Regions from separate parts of the Capsicum annuum genome. Here region 2 is linked to region 1. Evidence: chromatin contacts called from public Hi-C data. All regions are on one chromosome and are shown on one strand. Each heading gives the region's core, a stretch centred on a gene start, on an enhancer-like site or on the middle of the called end of the contact. The rest is flanking DNA. Distances are from core to core; before and after follow the strand shown. Region 1 holds the start of LOC107853744 (3-oxoacyl-[acyl-carrier-protein] synthase II, chloroplastic). Region 2 overlaps LOC107853747.

Evidence for each region. A called contact is a pair of places that touch in the nucleus more often than the background predicts.
Region 2: a Hi-C map of leaf shows a contact between it and region 1, with 2.3 times the contacts expected there. The contact joins the enhancer-like site here to the promoter of LOC107853744 in region 1. A contact is called at or near these places in 3 of 5 Hi-C or Micro-C datasets (bud, leaf and placenta).

The regions. Positions count from the first base shown.
Region 1 is chr7:78,639,758-78,645,038 of UCD10Xv1.1, reverse strand. LOC107853744 (3-oxoacyl-[acyl-carrier-protein] synthase II, chloroplastic) reads left to right here and starts at 2,673. Exons shown (of 14, transcript XM_016698726.2): 1 at 2,673-3,338; 2 at 4,575-4,780; 3 at 4,854-5,057. The coding sequence starts at 3,053.
Region 2 is chr7:78,735,951-78,741,231 of UCD10Xv1.1, reverse strand. All of the region lies in intron 7 of LOC107853747, which reads left to right. Among protein-coding and RNA genes, the nearest start is that of LOC107853747, 18 kb to the left of the region's middle. Within about 2 kb of position 2,976, at least 3 of the 5 cell types and tissues checked have an H3K27ac peak or open chromatin away from gene starts, as enhancers often do. A contact at or near this core is called in bud and leaf, where this site is marked.

The DNA.
Region 1 (5,281 bases), core at 1,424-3,923:
GCTATGTTGTATGGAGCGGAGTGTTGGCCGGTTAAGAATTCTCATATCCAAAAGTTGAAGGTGGTGGAAATGAGGATGTTGCGCTGGATGTATGGATTCACGAGGGCTGGCAGGGTTAGGAATAAAATTATTCGAGAGAAGGTGGGAGTGGTGTCAGTGGAGGATAAAATGTGGAAAGTGAGATTGAGATGATTTGGTCATGTGATGAAAAGGGGCACGGATGCCCCAATTCGTAGGTGTGAGAGGTTGGCCTTGGATGGTTTCAAGCGGAGTAGGGGTAGACCGAAGAAATACTGAAGAGAAGTGATTAGATGAGACATGGAGCTGTTGCATTTGACTGAGGACATGACCCTGTATAGGAAGGTATGAAGGAAAAATATTAGGATAGAGGGCTAAGGGTGTGGATGGGTCATAGTCCGTAATTACGTAGATTTTGGTGTCCTTCTTTTTTTGTGGATGTCTTATCTGTGTTATTTTATCCTGTTCTATGCCTTTCATGCTTTTGTATACTGCCTCTTATCTTGAGCCGAGGGGCTGTCGAAAACAACCTCTCTACCTCTTTTTAGGTAGTGGTATGGACTGCGTACACTCTACCCTTCCCAGACCCCACTATGTGTGAATATACTAGGTTTGTTGTTGTTGTTGTTGTATCTATGATGTATTTCTTTATTGAATTTTTAATTCCGTAGATCTTGATGTGGTTCATAGAGGTAAAATCAAATACTAATAATTTACCATGTTTGATGCGGGTTTATAATATAAAATTTTGGAGAAAATTAAACCAGCAAACTGGTGACCGTAATATCCATGGTCACCAACTAATTGGATCAATAAAGATGACCGTTGCAAAATATAGGCAGCAAAAAAAATGGAGTCTCCTCATGAATAGGAAGAGCTTAACCCTTTCAAAAATATCACTAGAAAGCTTTAAATGAAGAAGGGCACAATGACCAAAGGTGAGATTTTGGCATCCTATATGGAACAAGTTAAAAAAGATTTATTGAAAAATCTTGATCAGGAGTACACTTCAGATATGTCCATCTCTTTTGCAGGGAATTGCTTGGCTGACGAATCGCAGGATATCCAGAGTGATGAAGAAATAGATCTGGATGATTATTTGCTAAAATTCTAAACAACCATGGAAGAATCTTCTAGCACTGCAAAAAACAAAGGGGAAAAATGACATAAGAACATGGAAAATCCCGCCAATATTGAAATTATTGAAAGCTATGATGGCAGAAAAAATGAAAACAACTTAATGAAAAAGCAAGAGTCATTTATGAATAGTAAAGGACACTTAGCTTTTTGAAAAAACAAGAGTCGTTTATAAATAGTAAAGGACAATTGTGAATGGTAAGGGTCATTTCTTGTTTTGTCTTTTGTATAGAGCATCCATTATATAAGGAGCTCATTTTTATTTTTTTAGAGAAAAGTTTTCAGCACCCCTCTCTTTTGTACTCTCTCACCCTCTCTTGTAAAAATTCTGAGTGTGGAATAAAAGATCTTTACTTCTGAGCACAATCCATCCGTCTTAAGATTAATTTAAATTTTTATTTTATTTTAAATTTAATTTAAACTTTATTATCTCTAGCCTATGATGGGCTAAATTCTTAGTGTTGAGCTATAACAGAATATGTTATATGTATAAAATGACATCTTGTTATTAATAAGAATTGTAAACCTCCATTGTTGCAGAGGTCTTTATGTTAAGATGCTGCAGTTATGAGTCCAATCTTGGCATTAATGCCGGATGTTCCTGAAAAAACCGATTAGCCAAATGGGCGTGCAGGGTCGTAATTGGGACTTGATTTAAGATTTGATTTATTATCAAGGTTAAGTAGCATATAATGAAGGTACTTAGTGAAACAATGAAGCGATCCGGCAATATCTATGAGTCTCCATGGTTATGTACTGCTTTTTATGTGAATAAGTATGCAGAACCAAAATGAGGAGTTCCGAGGTTAGTTATCAATTACAAACATTTGAATAAAGTCCTCAAATAGATTAGATATCCAATTCCCAATAAGAAGAATTTATTAGATTGTTTGTATGATGCTCTAATATTTTTAAAATTTGATCTGAAATCAGGTTATTGACAAATTCAGCTATTAGAAACTGATAAATATAGAATTGCTTTCAATGTTCCAATGAGATAATTTGAATGGAATGTCATGCCTTTTGGACTGAAGAATGCTCCTTCAGAGTTTTAGAATATCATGAATGATATTTTTATGCCACATAGTAATTTTATCATTGTCAACATTGATGACATTCTGGTGTTCTTAAAGAACGTAGAAATACATTTTAAACATCTAGATCTTTTCAGAAAGATCATTATACAAAATGGCTTAGTAGTTTCGAGGCCAAAAATGTTTTTATTCTAGACCAATGTCAAATTTCTAGTTCACAATATTGACAAAGGAAAAATTATTCCCATAAATAGAAGTACTGAATTTGCTTCTAAATTTACTGATGAAATAACAGACAAAACCCAGTTGTAGAGATTTCTGGAAAGTCTGAATTATATATCTCCTTTTGTGGTAGATCTCAAAAAAGATACAGCTATCTTGTATGATAGACTGAATATTAATAGTTAAATTTAAATTTATAAAATATAACTAATAATATTAACTTAACAAAATAATTTTTTAGAGTGTTAAAATTAGTAAGGATAAAATAAAATGAAATGAAGCAAATAATAAAGAAAAGGATGAAATTAAAGCTTGGCTCAGAAATGCGGGACCAGAAATGCTTGGTAGTTTATAGTGAGCAGAGATACAGGAAAACGACAGCATTTTGGTTTCTTCATCTCTCTCAGATTGAACCAACCCCACGAATATAAGCCACCCGTACCCCTAACCCAGTTTCCTTTAATCTCTCCCCGTCCCTGCCCCTCGCCCCCTCCTCTTCTCTGCTCTGAAGTTGTTCTGAACTGAACTCTCCCCCCCTGCATTATTTAGCATTTGTGTTGGTTTATTTTTCTTGTACAGACTTTCAGTTGGCACAGCATTGAAAAGCATATATATAAAGGGGGTTGTATATTTTGATCGGAATGGCGTCATCGACGGTATCGTCATGGCTGATTGGGTCATGCATGTCAGTTGTTGAGCATGAAATAGATGGTTTCTTTGGGATTTCTAAGTCTAAATGCAAACGGGCTGCTGCTGTTGCTCCAACTAGAAGAAGAAGAAGGGTTTTCCTTGACACCAAATCCGACAATGTTCTTACTCACTTTTCCTCCTCTAATTCTTCTTTGTTTGTTGATAATTACTCCTCCTTTTTATTCTGTGGATCCGAAATGAGTAGGCGCACCAAACTCATTTCCTCTGCTCATACAGGTAATCATGTCTTTCTGCTTCATGTGCGGTTCTGATTCTTTTCGTTAAAATTAAGGTTGGGTGTGATTGGGTATGGGGCGGGGGAGAAAATCTTCATTTTTTAAATTCAGTTTTTTTTTTTTTTTAAAGAATTGGATTTTATCGAGATGGGAAATCATGCACCCAAGTTATGGCGTAGTGGTCGATGAAGTGGTTTGAGAATAATGAGGTTCTGGTTCAAATCTCAGCATAGACAAAAATACTATGTGATTCTTACAGAGTTATCGGGTATCACCTGGTATCTGTCATTTGGTGTGGGAGGTGACAGGTACCCTGTAGAATTAATCGAGGTGCCAGAAAGCTGACCAGGACACCATGGTTATAAAAAGAAAAAAGTCATGCATTTTGTTATTTTGGAGTGTGTCTACTGCTATTCTAAAGGCTGCAGGTTGGTTCTTATAGCCAGTTTTTGAGTCTGTCGTTCTGTTTATATTTTCCATTTTAAACAGCCCCAGGCCGGTGAAATTGGGTTTATAGATTATAATAGACTTACATTTGCCACCTCCTTTTGGCATTATGTCATGTGAAAAGTGTGCGAGTTCTGGGATAGGTCATGCAATTGGCTTGTAGCTTAATGTCTGCAAACTTGTTTCTTCTTTTATTTCGAGATCATGTCTGAACACATTAACTGTGGTTTCTTGGTTATTTCTTTGACCTACCGCTAGTATATTTTCTCATACTAAGTGGGAAATGTTTTACTGGAAAACATTTAATGGTTCTTTTCTAAAGTTTGGTTGGGTATAAGTAGGTGCTTATGATAATCAAACAAGGTGGAAGATAAAGTATGTGCATAATGTTGCATGATATTTTTTAGTATTAGAGATTGAAAACAGCGTGTTGGCTAGTTTAAGAGTTGTAATTATTGGGTGTATGTAAAGGAGTTTATTCTCCCCTTTTTTGGTACAAAATGGTTACCTTGCGATGACCAAATGTTAGAAAATGAGTTACCAAAAAAATGTTAGGAAATGAGTTACCAAAAAATGTTAGAAAACGATTTGATCATGGAATTTTTTTGGAAAATAGTATCCATCATTTCAAAAACTCCTGTGTCAACCTACACGATTGGGTATTCTTTGGAGTATTCCTCCCACAGAACTACAAAGTTGTAAATTTCTATATCATTTTCCAATATTCCTTCCTTTAAGCTATCAACTTTCCTGCTTATATTTTGATGTACTTGGCCGCTCCTTTTACTAGGGGAGGTAATGGCAATTGCTTCTCAACCAGCCATGGAAGTTTCACTAAAGAAGAAACCCCCAACAAAGGAAAGGCGAGTTGTTGTGACAGGAATGGGTGTGGCCACACCAATTGGTCATGATCCCCATGAGTTCTATGAAAACCTGCTTCAAGGTGTTAGTGGCATAAGTGAAATAGAAGCTTTTGATTGTTCACAGTATCCTACAGTACGTCTTCTCCTTGGGCCTGTTTTCTTCAACTTTAGTTATTTAGATGTTGATGTTGAGGTACATATTGCAGAGAATTGCTGGAGAAATCAAGTCTTTCTCAACTGATGGCTGGATTGTACCCAAACTTTCTAAGAGAATGGACAAGTTCATGCTTTACATGCTAATGGCTGGTAAGAAAGCACTTTCAGATGGTGGAATTACTGATGACATGATGGATGAATTGGATAAAAGAAGATGTGGAGTTTTAATTGGCTCTGCTATGGGTGGGATGAAGGTGATCCACTTTCCTTTTCTTTACTCATAAATCTGATGAAAATTTCTCTGGTAAAATATGCCAACTTTCTTTTTCCATTTTCTTTTGTTATTTATTATTTTTGGGATCAACTCTATTTGCTCTCCAACATTTGATGTATAATCGGAGAAATGGCCTGTACATGATTGCCCATGCATTGAAATCTCCTTTAATGAGAATCCCTTAGTAGAACAATATATAGGCAC
Region 2 (5,281 bases), core at 1,727-4,226, 96 kb before region 1:
GATTGATGTTCGTGATTAGTAATATTGGTAGTGATAGTTGTGATGATAGAGATGTTTGGTATTGTAGTGATTATTATGATAGTACCGATTGGTAGTGATAGTGGTAGTGGTGTGACGTCGGTTGATGTTAGTAGTTGGAGGTGTTGATTATAATAGCTTAAAAATGAATGTATGATGGTTGATGATGTGTTGGTGGTAGTTCAAGATGTTGTTTGTTGTGATGGTGGAGATGATTATTAGTAGAGATATATTGTAGCAATGATGGTTGTTGAAGCGGTGGTAGAGATGGCGACACTGATGAAAATGGTGGTGGTGGTCGAAGAATGTGTGGATGTTGATGATGTGGTAGTTAGCGGTGGTGCTAATTGTGATAGATGAGTTGGTTAGTAGTTGGGATTGGCCGATAGTGGTGGTGTTGGCGTTGACAGTGGTGATAGTTGTGGATATAATTAAATCAATGGAGGTGTAGATATGGTACCGACTGAAAATAATGGTTAGTAGCAATTATGATTGTGAATAGTGGTTGTGATGTGGTTGGTGGTGGTGATGGCTGGTGGCAAGGTAGTGGTTGACAGTGATGGTGGTGGCAGAGGTGGTTAGTAATGATGACTGATGATTATGGAAAGAGTGGTGGTGAATATTATCCAATACAAAAATACCTCTTAATGAAAAACAAATGCACTTAATGATCTGAAATCTGAATCATTCAGATTCAGACCTCCATTAAGTGCAAACAAATGAGGTCTAAGTCAATATCATTAAGAGGTATGCTTGTGTTGAATAATATTCACAACCATTCTATCCACAATCACCAGTCACCACCTCTATCACCACCACTATTATCAACCACCACCACCAACCACTTCCACCATCACAGCTACCATTGACAATCAATATCGCTACCAGCCACTATTGTCAGCCGCTACAAAACCTATCACCTCCATTATTTCAATTATATTCACCGCCACCCCAACACTAACACCAATTCCAACGCCGCCACCATTACCGATCAATCCCTACTACCGACTAACTTATCTATCACAACTAGCACCACCACTAATACATCATCAACCTCCGCACGTTCTTCAGCTACCACCACCATCAATGTCATCGGTATCGCTACCTCTACCACCACTTCAACCACTACCATCACTATAATCTATTTCTACTAACAACTATCTACATTATCACAGCTAATAGCGTCTCCAACTGCCACCAACACATCTTCAAATATCATACATTCATTTTTCAGCCATCGCAATCAATACCTCCAAAAAACTACCATCAACCAACTTCACAATCACCACCACCGCTACAGTCATAACAGTCACTACAATACTAATCATTTCTGTCATCACCACCAACATTACTAGTCACATCAATCATTACCACCACCAACACCAGTACAAACCATCTCTACTATCACTAGCAAATATAAATATTTTTTTTGAATCAAATAATAATTTTGTTGTATTAATTCAAATATTTTCGTAATATACAATTAATTTTTTATTATATAAACAAATAATAAATTTTGCACATTAGATGTTGAAAAACAAACAGTTTTAATCATTCAGTTTTCAGATCTGAACAACATCTTAATCATTCATAGAGGCATTCAGATGTTTGAATCATAATAAAACAAATGCAGCCAAAGTTTTACTTCATACAATTACCCTCCTTCCGCTTTCTTAGCCCTGACAATTAGTTTTTAGGCAGCTCTGTTACAGGTGTGATCCTTTGAAGATTCATATTGCCATTACTGAAATGAAGAACTACTTTGTTTGGGTAACGTAAACACTTTAGTTAACTTTACAAGTTGATTATGAGGCAAACCAAGCTAAAAATAAGGACCAGGTACAAAAGTAAGGGACTTGACGCACTACTGAAGGATCAGGAAGTCTAGCAAGTCCCGATATTTGACATGCTAATTACAATGATTCCCCTACATCAGAAGTATAAATTTTGTATACATCTAAATAACACAAGGAATGTGATCTTTTTTTCTCTTCAAAATATCGTATTCCTTTCTAGCCAGACTATTCATATGCTACTTAAACTGTCTTCAACATCTGCCTCTGGCATTGATCTATTTTCTACTGCTGCAACTGTTCGAGAGTTGCTTTAAGTTTTGTTGCATCATTTCAATAAACTCCGGAGAGAGTTCACATATCTTCCAGATCTTGTTGACACAGATTTATCTTCTTTCTGTTGCGCACTTTAACTACAATATTGTTCTGGGAGCCCCCCAATCCCCCCACCCAACCAACCAAGAGGCTTCTAGTTTGTTTCTTTACTGCAAATGTTATTAGGACCAAGTACATGTTCACCAGCATCTTGAGGTGACAAAATTAGCATATGAAAAAAATTAATCCACCTCGACTCACTCATTTATTAACTTAGGTCATCATTTCAATCCATTCAAATTTAATTCATCTAAAAGTTGGGCTGATTTGGGCTTAGATATTTTGAGCAATTTTTTTTTTTGTTTTGGTTTCTCATCCGATATCCGGTACCCGCATTGGAGTCCGACTAATTCGGATTCGCGCCGGTAAGGCCTTATTCGGGGGGTAGCGCTCTCTACCAAGAATTTTTTCTTACTCAGGGCTCGATTGAGCGAATTGACCTACAAAACACTTTATCAAAATATAAAAAGGTATAAAAAGGGGAATTTTGGGGAAAAATATATATATCTCAACACGACCCTTTGCACTCACGTAGTCACATTTTTCTGTTTACGCTTGCATATTCAACCTTTCTTTGAAACAACTTTATATGCCTTTACTTATACAATTGTATTTATATCTCCACGAAATGACTACAAATTTTGTAGACAACCTCCTTAGACTATTTCTAACAAGCTTAAACAACCCTGATATTTCTCACAAAAATCACTTGAAATTAAAATTGCTTAAACAACCCTGATATTTCTCACAAAAATCACTTGAAATTAAAATTTACTTCTCTCGGGCTTCCTCACCAATAATACTAAATGATTTTCACCACCTAAATCATACCATATCAATACACTCAAGACCTTTAACACAACAACAAATGGAGTTTGTTTACTGTCAATCAAGAAACAGTTGGGTTGACAAAGAAATGGCCCGTCTTTCGAATTACATACAACGCGGGCCAATTTGGGTAAGGGCGGAAAAATACGTAAAATAACATTGGATGGCCTTCATACTGGGTGGCTTTAGTTTTTTGTCCAAAAAGAAACTAGTCTTTTTATGTATAGTATAAGTACATTTTTACCTCTCTACACTTTAAATGTCTTAAAACTTTTTTGCTCATTTATCTCTCGATTTTTATTTGTTTCTTTTTTTTCACTTTTTATCTTTCCTTGATTTTTTTTTCTTATTTTAATTCATTTGTCTCAATCTTTATTTTTTTTCCTCTAACATTATCTATTTCTTCATTTTTTCATACTTTGTTTTTTTTCCTTCTCATTTTTATTTTCCTCAATCTTTATTTTTTTTCTTTTTTCTATTTTCTTTTATTTTTTATTCTTCTATTTTTACTAAACCTTTATTTTTTTCTCAATCTTGTTTCTCTTTTCTCTATTTTTTTTTCTCAATCTTGTTTCTCTTTTCTCTATTTTTTTTTCTCAACTTCTATTATATTTTGCTAATTAATAGAAAATTGGATAATTCGTAAAGAGATCTTTGACATGAAAATAAATTTAAGGGCATGACTTGTTGTTTAGAAGTCATTTGGGATAAGTCGTGCCTCTAAGACAAAAGTTATAGCACATCTCATAAAACAAAACACAATGTGGTAGTGTCAAGTCTTTCTCGTAGGGGCACAACTTGTTGTTTGAAAATTCTTGAGTTAAGTATTGCCTCTAAGGCAAGAGTTATAGAACTGTCAACACTTGTCCATTGAGCGTAAATTATTTTTTTGGGAGTTTCTTGAGCTAAGTCTTGTCTTAGAGGCGAGACTAATAAAATATCTAATAAATCAAAACACAATGTGGTAGAGTCAAGTCTTGCTCGTGGGGTATAACTTGTTATTTGAAAATTTTTTAGTTAAGTATTGTCTCTAAGGCAAGAGTTATAAAACTATCAACACTTGCTCATTGGGCGTAACTTATTTTTTTGGGAGGTTCTTGAGTTAAGTCTTGTCTTAGAGGTGAGACTAATAAAACATCTCATAAATTAAACACAATATGGTAGTGTCAAACTCTTATCCATGAGGCGTAGCTTGTGGGCTAAGTCTGACCTCTAAGGCAAGAGTTATAGAATATCTTATAAATCAAGACACGATGCGATTGTGTCAACTCTTGCTCATGGGCCGTAACTTGTTGTCTGAAAGTCCTTGGACTAAGTCATGCGTGTCAGGCAGGAGTTCTAGAACATCTCATAAATCAAAACATAATGTGATAGTTTCAATTCTTATCCATGGGCATAACTTGTTTAAAAGTAAAAAAAGAGTAGCCTGAAGCACTAAAGCTCTCGATGTGTGCAAGGTCTGAGGAAGGGCTCCACCACAAGGGTGTGTTATACGCAGTCTTACCTTGCATTTCTGTCAGTGGTTGTTACCAATTGTTTGAAAGTCCTTGATTTATAAAATATCTCATAAATCAAGACATAATATGGTAGTCTCAACTTATTGTACGATGGAGGGAAGACCCGAGTGAGGACGGCGGGAGGAGACTCGGAGCATTTTCGGTCGAGACAGGGTTGCATCAGGGATCGACTCTTAGTCCATTTCTTTTTAAGTTGGTGATGGATGTGTTGACGCGGAGTATTCAAGGCGAGGTGCCTTGGTGTATGTTATTTGCAGATGATATAGTGCTGATTGATGAGACGCGGGTGGGGGTGGGGGTGGTGGTGGTGTGAATGACAATTTGGAGGTTTGGAGACAAACCCTTGAGTCTAAGGGGTTTAGGTTGAGTAGGTACAAGACAGAGTATTTGGAATGCAAGTTTAGTGACTCGAAGATGGAGGACGAAGTGATGGTGAGGTTGGACTCCCAGGATGTTTGTAAGAGGGATTAGTTTTAAGTATCTTGGGTCTATGATCCAGGGAAATGGTGAAATTGATGAGGATGTTTCTAAACGTATTGGAGCAGGTTAGATGAAATGGAGGCTCGCTTCGGGAGTGTTGTGCGATAAGAAGATGCCCTTTAAGCTTAAAGACAAATTTTAGAGAGTGGCAGTTCATCCAACCATGTTGTATGTAGCGGAGTGTTGGCCAGTTAAGCACGTTCACATCCAAAAATTGAAAGTGGAGGAAATGAGAATGTTGCGTTGGATGTGTGGGCTTACTAGAGAGGA